Linked DNA regions of Sus scrofa: regions 1 and 2 are each linked to region 3. A link is a contact called in public HiChIP or PLAC-seq data. All regions are on one chromosome and are shown on one strand. Each heading gives the region's core, a stretch centred on a gene start, on an enhancer-like site or on the middle of the called end of the contact. The rest is flanking DNA. Distances are from core to core; before and after follow the strand shown.

Region 1 (3,954 bases), core at 1,399-3,898, 710 kb after region 3:
ATTTAGAGCCCTTGTTTACTTTCCTCATTACTCACCTACACAGGCTGAACTAGACCATGCAGGGTCAGGACTGTATTTGGAAATTTGAAACTCACTTTAAGCTAGATACTCACTGAATCCTAGATTGTGTCAGTACAGGTTACAAACTTACATTTAAGAGATGTTGCATCCTCTTCTTTGCCTGGCATATCTCCCATAGAATTTATTTTATGCCAAGCTCATAAAATTTAAACTTATGAAAAGTTGAATTTTGGATCATTTTGAGGGTTTTCCTGACCATACTTTTTAATGTAGTACTGTGAGAAATCTGAACTGTTTATTTTTCTCTTATTTTGACCTCAGGAGACCATACAGCTGACTTATATATGGTTGCGTGTATTAACTTTCATGCTGTAGAACTCTGTGATTTTCAGATTGGACCTATTTATCCAGTGCCTTAGTGATAAAGGCTTCGTACAATTTCTCCTGTGTTATCATTTTCTTCCACATCTTCCCTGGTCATATCTATTCAGATTACTAAATTCAGCTTATGTGCTTGGAGTAGAGCTCTGCTCTACCCTCTGATTAAAGTGCATTTGGTTTTTCTCTCTCATACATAGGCTAGATTGGGTGTCCTCAACCCTTGTTGTACATCAGAATTATTGGGGAATTAAAAAAAAAATGCAATGCACAGGCTTCTTCCCACAAAGAAAGGTGTGGGTTTGTTTTTTTTTCCCCCTCAAACCTCCCAAGATAATTTCAGTGTGCAGGAAAGGTTGAGAAACAAGGGACCAGCCAAAGGCACAGAGTTGCACCTTAAAGCAGCATGTAGTGAGGGGACACATGGATTTTGCTCCTATCCTCAGCTCACTGGGAGTATATTAAAGTTACATACCTCACTGCCCAGGGTTCTCTTTTTCACATTAACTATATAGTTTTTGGTTGTTCTGTTATTGTAACTATTTTTAGTTTCATGTGCATGTTTTTCCTTCCTTCTTCCTTTCTCCCTCCCTCATTCCCTCACCTGTGGCACATAGAAGTTACCAGGTTAGAAGTCAAATTGGAGCTGTAGCTGCCAGCCTACACCACAGTTTACATCACAGCAATGCTGGATCCTTAACCCACTGAGCAAGGCTAAGGATCGAACCCCCATCATGGGTAATATTCGGGTTTGTAACCCTCCCAACCACAGTGGCAACTCCATTTTCTATTTCTGGAATGTTTATTTCCTTATTTCCATCATGGAGGTTGAGCTTCAGATTATGCAGGCCAGTCTTCTAGTTCTTTTCAAGTGGGCCAAAGAGTCTTAGCAGACTTTTCTTAGGAAATGATGAACCCCAGTGTGCTTTCGCAGTCTTCAACCTCTACCCCCTTTTATCCTGTGAATTATATGGCTCCCCCCTTTCCTTCTTTACTGTTAGGAAAATTACAAAGCTCACGGCATACGAACTTCTCCCTCCTCAGTAGCCTCCACCAGCGTTTCATCAGCACTGTCTTTGGTTTGTCAGATTTCAGATACAGATGCTAATCTAAATGAGCAGAGGTTGACTTAGGATCTAAAACAATCCCTGGGTTCATGGGATGTCGTGTGAGTACTTAGTTTACACTTGAGTGAAGACAGTTAGTGTAATGTGGAGATGAGGTCTTTACTTATCCTGGTGATTCTGGCACTGAGCACAGCAGGTCAGGAGTCTCTGGCGACTGCCCTTATGGGGAGGAAGGCCTTACGTGGTGACCATTTACACTCAAATGCTGCTGCAGATTGAGTTAAAATGACTATGTAGACCAGATGAGAGTTGGTCCTTTAAAATCTTACTTGGATTAAAAAAAAAAAAAACAAAAAACAAAAACACATGCTCCTGACTGAGTCAGTATTGTAATCCTGTGTACTGTCGGATAAATTCTCAGTTCATTCTGTAATGTTACTCTGGTCATGTATCTCTGTTAGACTTGCCTTATTTCTGAGTTCCACACAAAAAAAAGGCTGAGTCAAATATACCAATATACCATTGTTGAGTTGTACAGGTTAATGTCCTTGATAGCTGATTTTCTTTTGGTATTGAGATAGAAGCTTTTTTTTTTTTGCTACATCAGTATTTTGAGTGGGCCAGTTTGAGTATCAACACTTGTGCCTTGTGATACAGAGTTAGCTTAGATGGGCAGTCAGGAAACCTCTTCATGTTTTTGACCTTGAAGGAATGTGGTTTTCCTGTAGTGGGTTGTACTGGGTAGTTTATGGGGTTAATTGTTACTGAGGTTGGATTCTTCACCTTTTTTTCCCTATACATTTTAACATGCCCTTTAATGAATGTAAAGTTATGCAAAGCATTTATATTAAATAGACTTGTTAAGTATGTCTTTCTATCTACTACATGGTTCCTATTGAGAGTGTTAATATTCAAGTATTTGTGTATGAAGTGTGTTGTTCAGGAATATGCCTAATAAGAATAGACCATATTCTTCATCCTTGAGTTATCACTGTTGAGAATATGTTCCATAGTGATGTTTTTCATTAGTGGGCGGAATATCTCAGTTTTCTTCTTTCTATTTCCCTTTTGTTTTGAAGAAAAAGTTGCATGGTATAAGGAAATAGGTCATGGCATCTCTAAACTGGTTGGGAATTGAAGTATATTCTGGAGCAAAAATTGAAGCTGAGTTGCCCTCTAGGGGTTCAGTTTTAACACAGCACATGTCGAAATATCGTAATGAGATCTTTGGGTGCACGGTCCATCTGCTGAACAGGGGAACTCTTCATTTTCTGTTAGATTGTGACTAGTCAAAGCAAGCTGAGTTTGCTTGCAAATGAGACTATCCCAATTTTGTAACCTATGGACAGTTTAATTAAACATTCTTTTGGGCATTTTTTTGGATTTGTTTTAAAGTCTGAGTATGTGTGCCAAAATAATCCAGCCATCAACATGTTTTTAAGAATTGCTTGGCAGTTGATCTACTGATTCTTTTCTGATGCTCTTTTGCCTCCTCAGTGTTACCTCTGTAGCATTTTTAGGTCACCTCCCCTCCTCTTCTGCCCAGACCCAGTTCAGACTGACCGCAGTGAGGTGGTTTAATCATCAGTCTTCATGCTTTCAGGATGTGCTGATAGATTTGAGTGCTGTCTTTGTGGACTGGCTTCCCAGCTTAAATGGTGCCCAGCTTTGCATTGCTTGAGGCCCGCTTATTCTGTTTGGACTGTCTCTGGCACAAAGTGCTCTACTTTCTAATTGCAGACTTAGCTTCTTTACTATTTAATAAGATGGAGCAATTTTTTTTTTCATTATTGAAAATGTTAACTGAACTTAGACACAAGTAAACAGTAAATACGGAGTGTACTTTGTGTGCAGATATTTAAATGTATATTTAAGTACATTTCTATATAAAATATCAAATTCACATAGTTATGGATACATTTTTAAAAGATCAGTGTATATTGTGTGTGTTTAATAATGCTCTTTGATTCCCTTCAAAGGGTGCTAAAAAACTACTTCTTTGAGTACACATTCTTTTAACTTCTGTGATTATACTGAGCTTTTCCATTCTTTTTCTCATGGTTACGGAAACACATTGATTATTATTAATTGTCAGACCATATTTTTTTATCTTTAATTTTTTTTTTTGTTTGTTTGTCTTTAAGGCTGCACCCGCGGCATATGGAGGTTCAAGCTAGGGGTCCAGTGAGAGCTGTAGCTGCCAGCCTATGCCACAGCTACGCCAGATCCGAGCCTTGTCTGCAACCTATACCACAGCTCACAGGAACATCAGATCCCTAACCACTGAGCAAGGCCAGGGATTGAACCCACATCCTCATGATACTAGTCGGGTTCATTAACCACTGAGCCATGACAGGAACTCCATTTTGTAATGATTTTTAAGGTTTGAATTTTATCAATTAATTATTTTAATAACCCAAAAACTCATTGGATTTTGATATGTATTAAAATATTAAGTTCGCTGTGGTATATAGATTAGTGCTGTCCA
Region 2 (3,775 bases), core at 1,090-3,589, 740 kb after region 3:
GACACTTAGCATCTGCTCCTCTCTGTAGCTGCTGCCTCTGTCTCTTACCTCCTTGCCATCTCTTGCATGGATTATTGTACCAACTTCTTAACTACTTTCCCTGTTAACTCCCACCCTGGCCTCCCTGCCTGCTTTTCTAGGTTTCTGCAGGAGAAAATCTCATTGTGCCATTATGGTATGTGAAACCCTTCTGAGGATTCCCACTGCCCCCAGGACAAAGCCTAAACACTAACACTGCCTGCTGGTCATAGCTGATCCATTCCTTTCCTCCCCTTCAGCAGACACGCACGTGCACAAAGCCCAGTACCCTGAAACGTCCCAGCCCTTTTGCAGCCTGTCCTGCCTCCTCACTTTCAGATCTGCTCCTGCTCTCTTCCCTTCTTACTCCTCTTCAGCTCACTCAATGCGGTACTGAACTCAGGTTCAGCCACTCGCTGCTCATAAGCCATGAGGCAAGTGTCAGTAGAAAGGAAAGGTGCTTGAATCAGAAAAGGCAGCAATCTGGGGAGAAGATGGCTTGTGTGCAGAGACCAAATCCAGAGATTCTGCTCATCCTCAACAGTGTTTATAGGTGGTGAATCATTGAGGCAGGAGGTTGGATTCTGCATCCTTGTCCGTGGCACGCAGACTGGCTGACCCTCTCTTCAGATGTTATCTTGCCCGAGTGATCTGCCTTCAGGATTGCTAAAGGGGCTCTTGGGGCTAGAGAGCTTACTATGTTTTAACTGCTTAATTATTTATTTATTTTTTTTGGGCCACATCTGTGGCATGTAGAAGTTCCCAGGCCAGGGATTGAACCCGTGCCCAAGCCGAGCCATAGCAGTGACAACGCTAGATCCTTAACCACTGGGCCACCAGGAAACTCCAGCTGCTTAATTCTTCATTGTTCTTTTAATCTAGGAAAAGAATCAACAGGTTTTAGACAAGGCATGGTGTACATTCAGGGAAGCGTAAATCAGGAGTTAGGTTAAATTGCCTCATGATCTTTTAAAGTTGAATGGGGAACAGAAATGAGCAAATAGGAAAGGGGCAAAGAGCTGCTTTCAAGTGTAGAACATAGTTTAAAAGTATGACAAGCCCCTCTTGGGTAGGTTTGGAGTCCCAGTTCTGGGCCTCCACAGTGCTCTCCCTGCCCCACTCCATAACAGTCAGAGCAGGTATCCAACTCAACTGTTAACATTTTAAAATTATTTCCTGTCTCATTTGGTATGGAAACCCCAGAACCTAGCACAATGCTAGGCCTATAGCAAGTACTTGGAAAGTGTTTGAATGAATGAATGAATGAGTGATATTTTATGAGCCTGTGAATCTTTATTGAAAGAATATATGAGAAAAATTAAAAATCTGAATTTACTGAATCAGTCAATACCTGTGAAAGCCTGGTACATAGTACATACAGGTGTTAGCTGTTGTTATTATGATATGAAGGCAGGAATGTAAGCAACTTTTTTCTTCTTCTACTCTGATAACTTAAGAAGAAATATTTACAGTTGGATCTCTTCTTAAACATTAAGGTGACAGCACGATTTGAAGATTTCCCAACTGCAGTATTTTAGGTTTGTCTTTGGAAACTGAAACATTTTTGAAGATATGAGTGCGGTGAAGAAGCCACTATTAGTGTATGTGTCTCAGAAAAGAAGAGGTTGCTTTTGCATGTTATAATTTTTCATTGAATATTTTATAGATCTCTTGAAAAATTGTGGAATTTTGTTGTTTTTAGAATGTTTGCTGGCAAATAGTCACAGGTACACTTTTTGCAACTGAATTGAACTTGTCCTAATTAGCTTCTCGCCGAATCTACTACTGTTTATTATATTAGATTTTGTTTGTAGGTTGGATTAGAATGACTTCTTTGTGAAAGTCATACTACTAGAATCATTCACGCAAAGGTTGCAAAGAGATCTGCAGTTTCATTACTAAACTTTATAAACAAATGTTCATAAATCAGAAGTGTAGGAATTCCTGTTGTGGTGTAGCGGAAACGAATCCAACTAGTATCCATGAGATGCGGGTTCGATCCCTGGCCTCGCTCAGTGGGTTGGGGGCCTGGTGTTGCTGTGCTGGGGTGTAGGTTGCAGACGTGGCTTGGATCCTGCGTTGCTGTGGTTGTAGCTCTGATTTCCACCCCTAGCCTGGGAACTTCCACATGCTGCAGGTGCGGCCCTAAAAAAGCAAAAAAACAAAAACAAAAAAAATCAGAACTGTTTACAGAATATTGCACATGAACTTCAGTTACAGAGTATTGCACATGAACTACATGAAATACTGTTGCAGTTATCAGTATTACGCACATCATGTGCTTTGTGGCCTTGTAGCCTTGGCTTCCTTCAGCTGAGCCATCAGTAGGGAGGAGAGGACACACTGTCTGTGTTATCTCTGCCTTGGTTTGGGCCTTCCTCCCTGTACGTGAGCCCAGTGAGCGCAGAACCTAGCATCCCATTCCCACACAGCTTCCGGGGGCTCTGCACGTAGGTCTTGTCTGCAGGGACTCAGGTCTTCACTTAAAAGATAGCTTCTCCTAGGAAAATTACTTTTAGATTTTAATTTCCATTCTAAATCTGAAACTTTCAGACAAATCACCTGAAGAAAAATATTACTAAAAGTTGATACATACCTTCACTCTTCCCGAATTGTATCATGTAAAAACCTCTTCTGATTCAATATCTGGTCAAAGGTTCATTTATGCGTTGTCTAAAGTACATCTCTGTTTTTATTCTTATCCAGTTCTGTATAAGGAAGCAGCTAAGAGTTCCATGTAGAGTTGATGATATATTTTGAATTGAGAGGGATTTAAAAATCTGCCTTAATACATTTCTTTAATAAGCAAGATCTCCTAAATGTCTTTCATTTAGATTAAATTGAAGTTCCAGGTTTAAAAATGAAATGATGAAAATGATGGGGTAGTCATGGAAATGTAACACAGTTTATATGTTAAAATTCTAAATCACATTGGTATACTTTATTAGTACTTTACTGATTAAGGAAATAAAGAAATAGAAAGTTACAAGTAAGTGCTCTGTCTAAAGATGGTTGTGTAAAAATCATAGGCTTAAGAGTTTTTAAAAAATAATAAATTAATGGAGTTATAAAAGGGGTGGTTCTAGTCAAAGACATGAAACAGTGGGGATGACTTCTTTTAATTTGGTATGTTTTTAAATTGTCATCTCTCACTGAATGCTTTAGTTCTAACTGGATGACTGTGTTTGCAAAATAATATGTTGCTTAAAACTGACTGAATGAAAAGTGTAAAAGGTCAAGTGCCCAGTGGTTCTGCTCCCACACACAGTTGTTTCTTCATCTTGGCTTTTAATCTGGAAGCCTTATTATTGGAGATTATTTAAATATTAAAATACATTAGAAAATTCCATAAATTTAATGAGTGAAAAGCAGTTTAAACTACCTCTTTTCTCTTACTGCTTTTATACAGAGGTTCCCAAGAAGTTTACTTTTTTATTTGTTTTTAAATGCAGTAGCTGCGGCAATGCCAGATCCCTTACCCCACTGCACTGGGCCAGGTATCAAACCCATGCTTCTGCAGTGACCTGAGCCACTGCAGTCGGATTCTTATCCCACTGCATCACATGGGATCTTCAAGTTTGTTCTTATATAAACTGGAAGTTATATAGACTACTTGTACTTAATTGCAACATGATAATTTTGCCTCTTATCTTACGCTAAAGATAGAAGACTTTATCTCTTTCTGTTTTCCTAGATTTACTTGATCCAAATGTTATGCCTAAAGGATATTTTTACCAATAGTTTATTATATCAAATA
Region 3 (3,565 bases), core at 611-3,110:
TTGATGTGGCTCTGGTGTAGGCCGGCAGCTACAACTCCAATTAGACCCCTAGCCTGGTAAACTCCATATGCCGAGGGAGTGGTCCTAAAAATGGCAAAAAGACAAAAAATAAATAAATAAATAAAATAAGTAAATAAATAAAAACTTTTACATTTAACACTATTAAAAAAAAAAAAAAAAAAAAAAAAAAGGCTGGGGTGGAGGGTAGGTCTGCATGTCTCCCTTCCCTGAAAAACATCCTCTACTTTTCAACAACTGGGAAACATGAATCAGAAAGGCAGTCTGCTATAAAGGCAAATATAAGCAGGCACACACAATGCCCGCCTGAGCACTTTACAAGTCATTCAATGAAGCATGCAGGGTGCATGCAGATGTCTATATACTGAAAATCCCTTAGAACAAAGCCATTTATGTTTCAAGGCGGAAATACATTTCTGAAACAAATATATTGCATTTTAAATCCTATCATTTTAGGATAATGTTTTAAGCCATTATTTCGAAAATCGGTAAAGTTAATACACTATATAAAGTATGACTTGACATGTGTTCTTTCTTGAAGTATATGCAAAAAATACATATTAAATATGTAAAAGGGAGTTCCCCTTGTGGCGCAGTGGTTAACAAATCCAACTAGGAACCATGAGGTTTCGGGTTCGATCCCTGGCCTTGATCAGTGGGTTGAGGATCCGGCGTTGCCGTGAGCTGTGGTGTAGGTTGCAGATGTGGCTTGGATCCTGCGTTGCTGTGGCTCTGGCGTAGGCAGGCAGCTGCAGCTCCAATTGGACCCCTAACCTGGGAACCTCCATATGTCGCTGGAGTGGCTCAAGAAATGGCAAAAAGACAACAACAACAAAAATAATACGTAAAAGGTTAAACAGCAAACTGCTGATACTGCATCACATGAATGGCTGGAAAAACAGAGACAGATAACCCCAAAGTATTTAATTTTCTTTTATAATAAACATGTAATTTTGGTAATTTTAAAAAGAATAAATTCAAATTTCAATGTAATACGTGTTACTTTTTTTAAATCTGAATCTAGAAAAAAAATCATTCTTCAATCTTTAACTGTGAGTGTATGGTTGAAAACTAAAAATAGCAACAGCAAAGAGTCACCCCCGACATCAAAATGTTTTCGTTCTTAACCCCAGAGGAATATGTCACATAAGCCAGTCCTTACAAAGCCTACCTAAGAGGAAATAAAGCCAAGGCACTGGGAAAACTAAAATACACAGAAGAACAAAAAAGGCACCCTCAGTATATCAATACAAGATTAACTCACTCTAATCTTAAGAAAATAATTTAGTCGTGGTTTCAAATTCTTATTTAAAAAATAAGATAACTATTCAGAATACAAACTGCTCTATAACATAGCAGGCAACAAATTTAAGCATTATCTACATAAGACTATAAAGAAAGTTTAAATTCTCTGCATATGAAACGACATATGTGCAAGGTGATTTGCTGAAGCCTGTAATAGGAAAAGACTGGAAATCATCCAACAGTCCCTTAAAAGAGGAATAGCAATGCACTCAATGGAATGCCAAGCTCCTAAAAAGAAGAAGATGCTACGTACTGACACGAAAAATATTTAAGACCTATTACACACACAAGGTAGAGAACCACATATACCGAATACTACTTGCTAGGTAAGAAAGTCTCCAGAACAGGAATATTTGAATTTACATAATGGACACTGAAAGGACATATGAGCAAAGTAGTGAACTGGGTACCTCTGGCAGTAAGTAGTTTTCGGGACTTTTTTTTTTTTTTAATATTGCTTTATGTTAACCACATGAATACAGAGGCAGATGTCAGTATGCAATCTTTTGAATGACTTGTCACCCATCTATCCAGGTCCCCACCCTCACAGGGTCACATGCATCTGAAAGGGCTGTGGGAAGAGGCACCAAGCACAAGTGCACAACCACAGAAGACGCCCACAGTTCACTGAATCTGAGAAAGAAAACTATTTTTCTTTAAAAAATGCTTTTTCATCTGCCATATAAGCTTTAAAACTAGATTAATTAGCAAAGTCTTTTAACAATTACCAAAATGAATAGCTATATTAATTTCCTCAATAGTGAAAATTTATTTTTCTTTTTTTTTTTTTTTGCTTTTTTAGGGCCACACCTGCGGCATATGGAGGTTCCCAGGCTAAGGGTCTAATTGAAGCTACAGCTGCCAGCCTTCACCACAGCCACAGCAACACTAGATCCGAGCTGCATCTTCAACCTACACCACAGCTCACAGCAACACCTGATCCTTAACCCACTGAGCAAGGCTGGGGATCAAACCTGCAACCTCATGGATACTAGTTGGATTTGTTTCCACTGTGCCACCATGGGAACCCCAATACTCAAGATTTAAAATGTACCCTGAAACAGTATTGTGGCTGTACTGGAGAATTATTCATCAGAAGTACATTCTTTCATATTTAGGACAAAATGCCAAGAAGAGGCAACTAACTTTCATGAGGATCTAAAACAGTATAACTTTAAGAGGGCTTTAGATTTTGACTTATTAGAAATTCTGCTGGGAGATGTTGACCCAGCGGCGTGAGTGGAGCCCAAGCCCCTATATATTCAACCCCCTCTGTGTGATGGTGCAGCACTCCTGTCTGAACACCATGGCCTTGGTTGTGTTACAGACTTAAGTTGTACATGTTTAAGTTGCTCTTCAGTAGGGGCTGCTTCCCGCCCTTGACCATTTTAGGTGGGCTTCTAGGTGGCACTCTCATTTCATTCACAGTGTTTTAATCCTCCTGAAAATGAAGTAGTGTATATTCCAATTCACACCAAAAATACTCTAAAGTTACTGTATACTTTCACTGTACTACAAGTAACCCTAAATCTATAAGTATTCCTCTAAAAGTTCATCTGTATGTCAGAACTTTTTCCCCAACACTGTATCAAAGAAATCTAACGAAGTATATATAAAAAAAATGCTGTTCCCCAAAATACGAGTTTCTTCCAAATAACCCCAATTCCCAAACCCATCCCACCTACCAACAAGAGTTGAACTATAGTATTAGAAAACTTTATTTTATGGGCAAAAAGCTGAAGAGTAAGCAAATTATCTTCCCTAATCCAGTTAAAGGGAGAAATCACTGATGACTACTGTTTCATGAAATAAAAAGCCAACGAATGATTTCTAAAGAATTCATCTGGCATTTTTTGATTGATGCATTACTCTAAGTGTAAAAGATGTAAAAAGTATATGGAAAATTTAAGCAATTTAAAATTGCTATGTTTACACTCAGGCAATCATGTGATTTCCACAGAAAAAAATTTAAAGCCTTGGGAAAAATGCTTTCTCATGAGACAGACGAGGAACCAGACAGATTCAGATACTGGAACACAAAACTTCAGAAAATCTTACGTCAAATACACACACCATGATTAACACGGAAGACAATCTGAGTTTTAAGGAAAAGTTACAGAGGGGGAAAAAATAAAAAAAAAAAAATCAAAGAATATAAGAGCAAGAGAACTCAGAAAAGTGTGAGATATAAAAACTGGCAGGTAACAGCCTCCAGCATTGTTAATGACACACGTTATTGTCA

The links. HiChIP or PLAC-seq counts read pairs in DNA pulled down with a chosen protein or histone mark.
Region 1: an H3K27ac HiChIP or PLAC-seq map of alveolar macrophages shows a contact between it and region 3. The contact joins two enhancer-like sites. A contact is called at or near these places in 2 of 47 Hi-C or Micro-C datasets (embryonic fibroblasts and epiblast stem cells) and 1 of 2 datasets of contacts at active chromatin or transcription factors (alveolar macrophages).
Region 2: an H3K27ac HiChIP or PLAC-seq map of alveolar macrophages shows a contact between it and region 3. The contact joins two enhancer-like sites. A contact is called at or near these places in 1 of 47 Hi-C or Micro-C datasets (epiblast stem cells) and 1 of 2 datasets of contacts at active chromatin or transcription factors (alveolar macrophages).

What each region holds. Positions count from the first base shown.
Region 1 is chr13:14,719,588-14,723,541 of Sscrofa11.1, forward strand. All of the region lies in intron 4 of CMC1 (COX assembly mitochondrial protein homolog), which reads left to right. Among named protein-coding and RNA genes, the nearest start is that of CMC1, 39 kb to the left of the region's middle. Within about 2 kb of position 2,649, at least 1 of the 83 cell types and tissues checked has an H3K27ac peak or open chromatin away from gene starts, as enhancers often do. A contact at or near this core is called in alveolar macrophages, where this site is marked.
Region 2 is chr13:14,743,927-14,747,701 of Sscrofa11.1, forward strand. The region is part of intron 4 of CMC1 (COX assembly mitochondrial protein homolog); the gene reads left to right. Among named protein-coding and RNA genes, the nearest start is that of AZI2, 40 kb to the right of the region's middle. Within about 2 kb of position 2,340, at least 4 of the 83 cell types and tissues checked have an H3K27ac peak or open chromatin away from gene starts, as enhancers often do. A contact at or near this core is called in alveolar macrophages, where this site is marked.
Region 3 is chr13:14,007,186-14,010,750 of Sscrofa11.1, forward strand. The region is part of intron 1 of SLC4A7 (sodium bicarbonate cotransporter 3); the gene reads right to left. Among named protein-coding and RNA genes, the nearest start is that of SLC4A7, 34 kb to the right of the region's middle. Within about 2 kb of position 1,861, at least 3 of the 83 cell types and tissues checked have an H3K27ac peak or open chromatin away from gene starts, as enhancers often do. A contact at or near this core is called in alveolar macrophages, where this site is marked.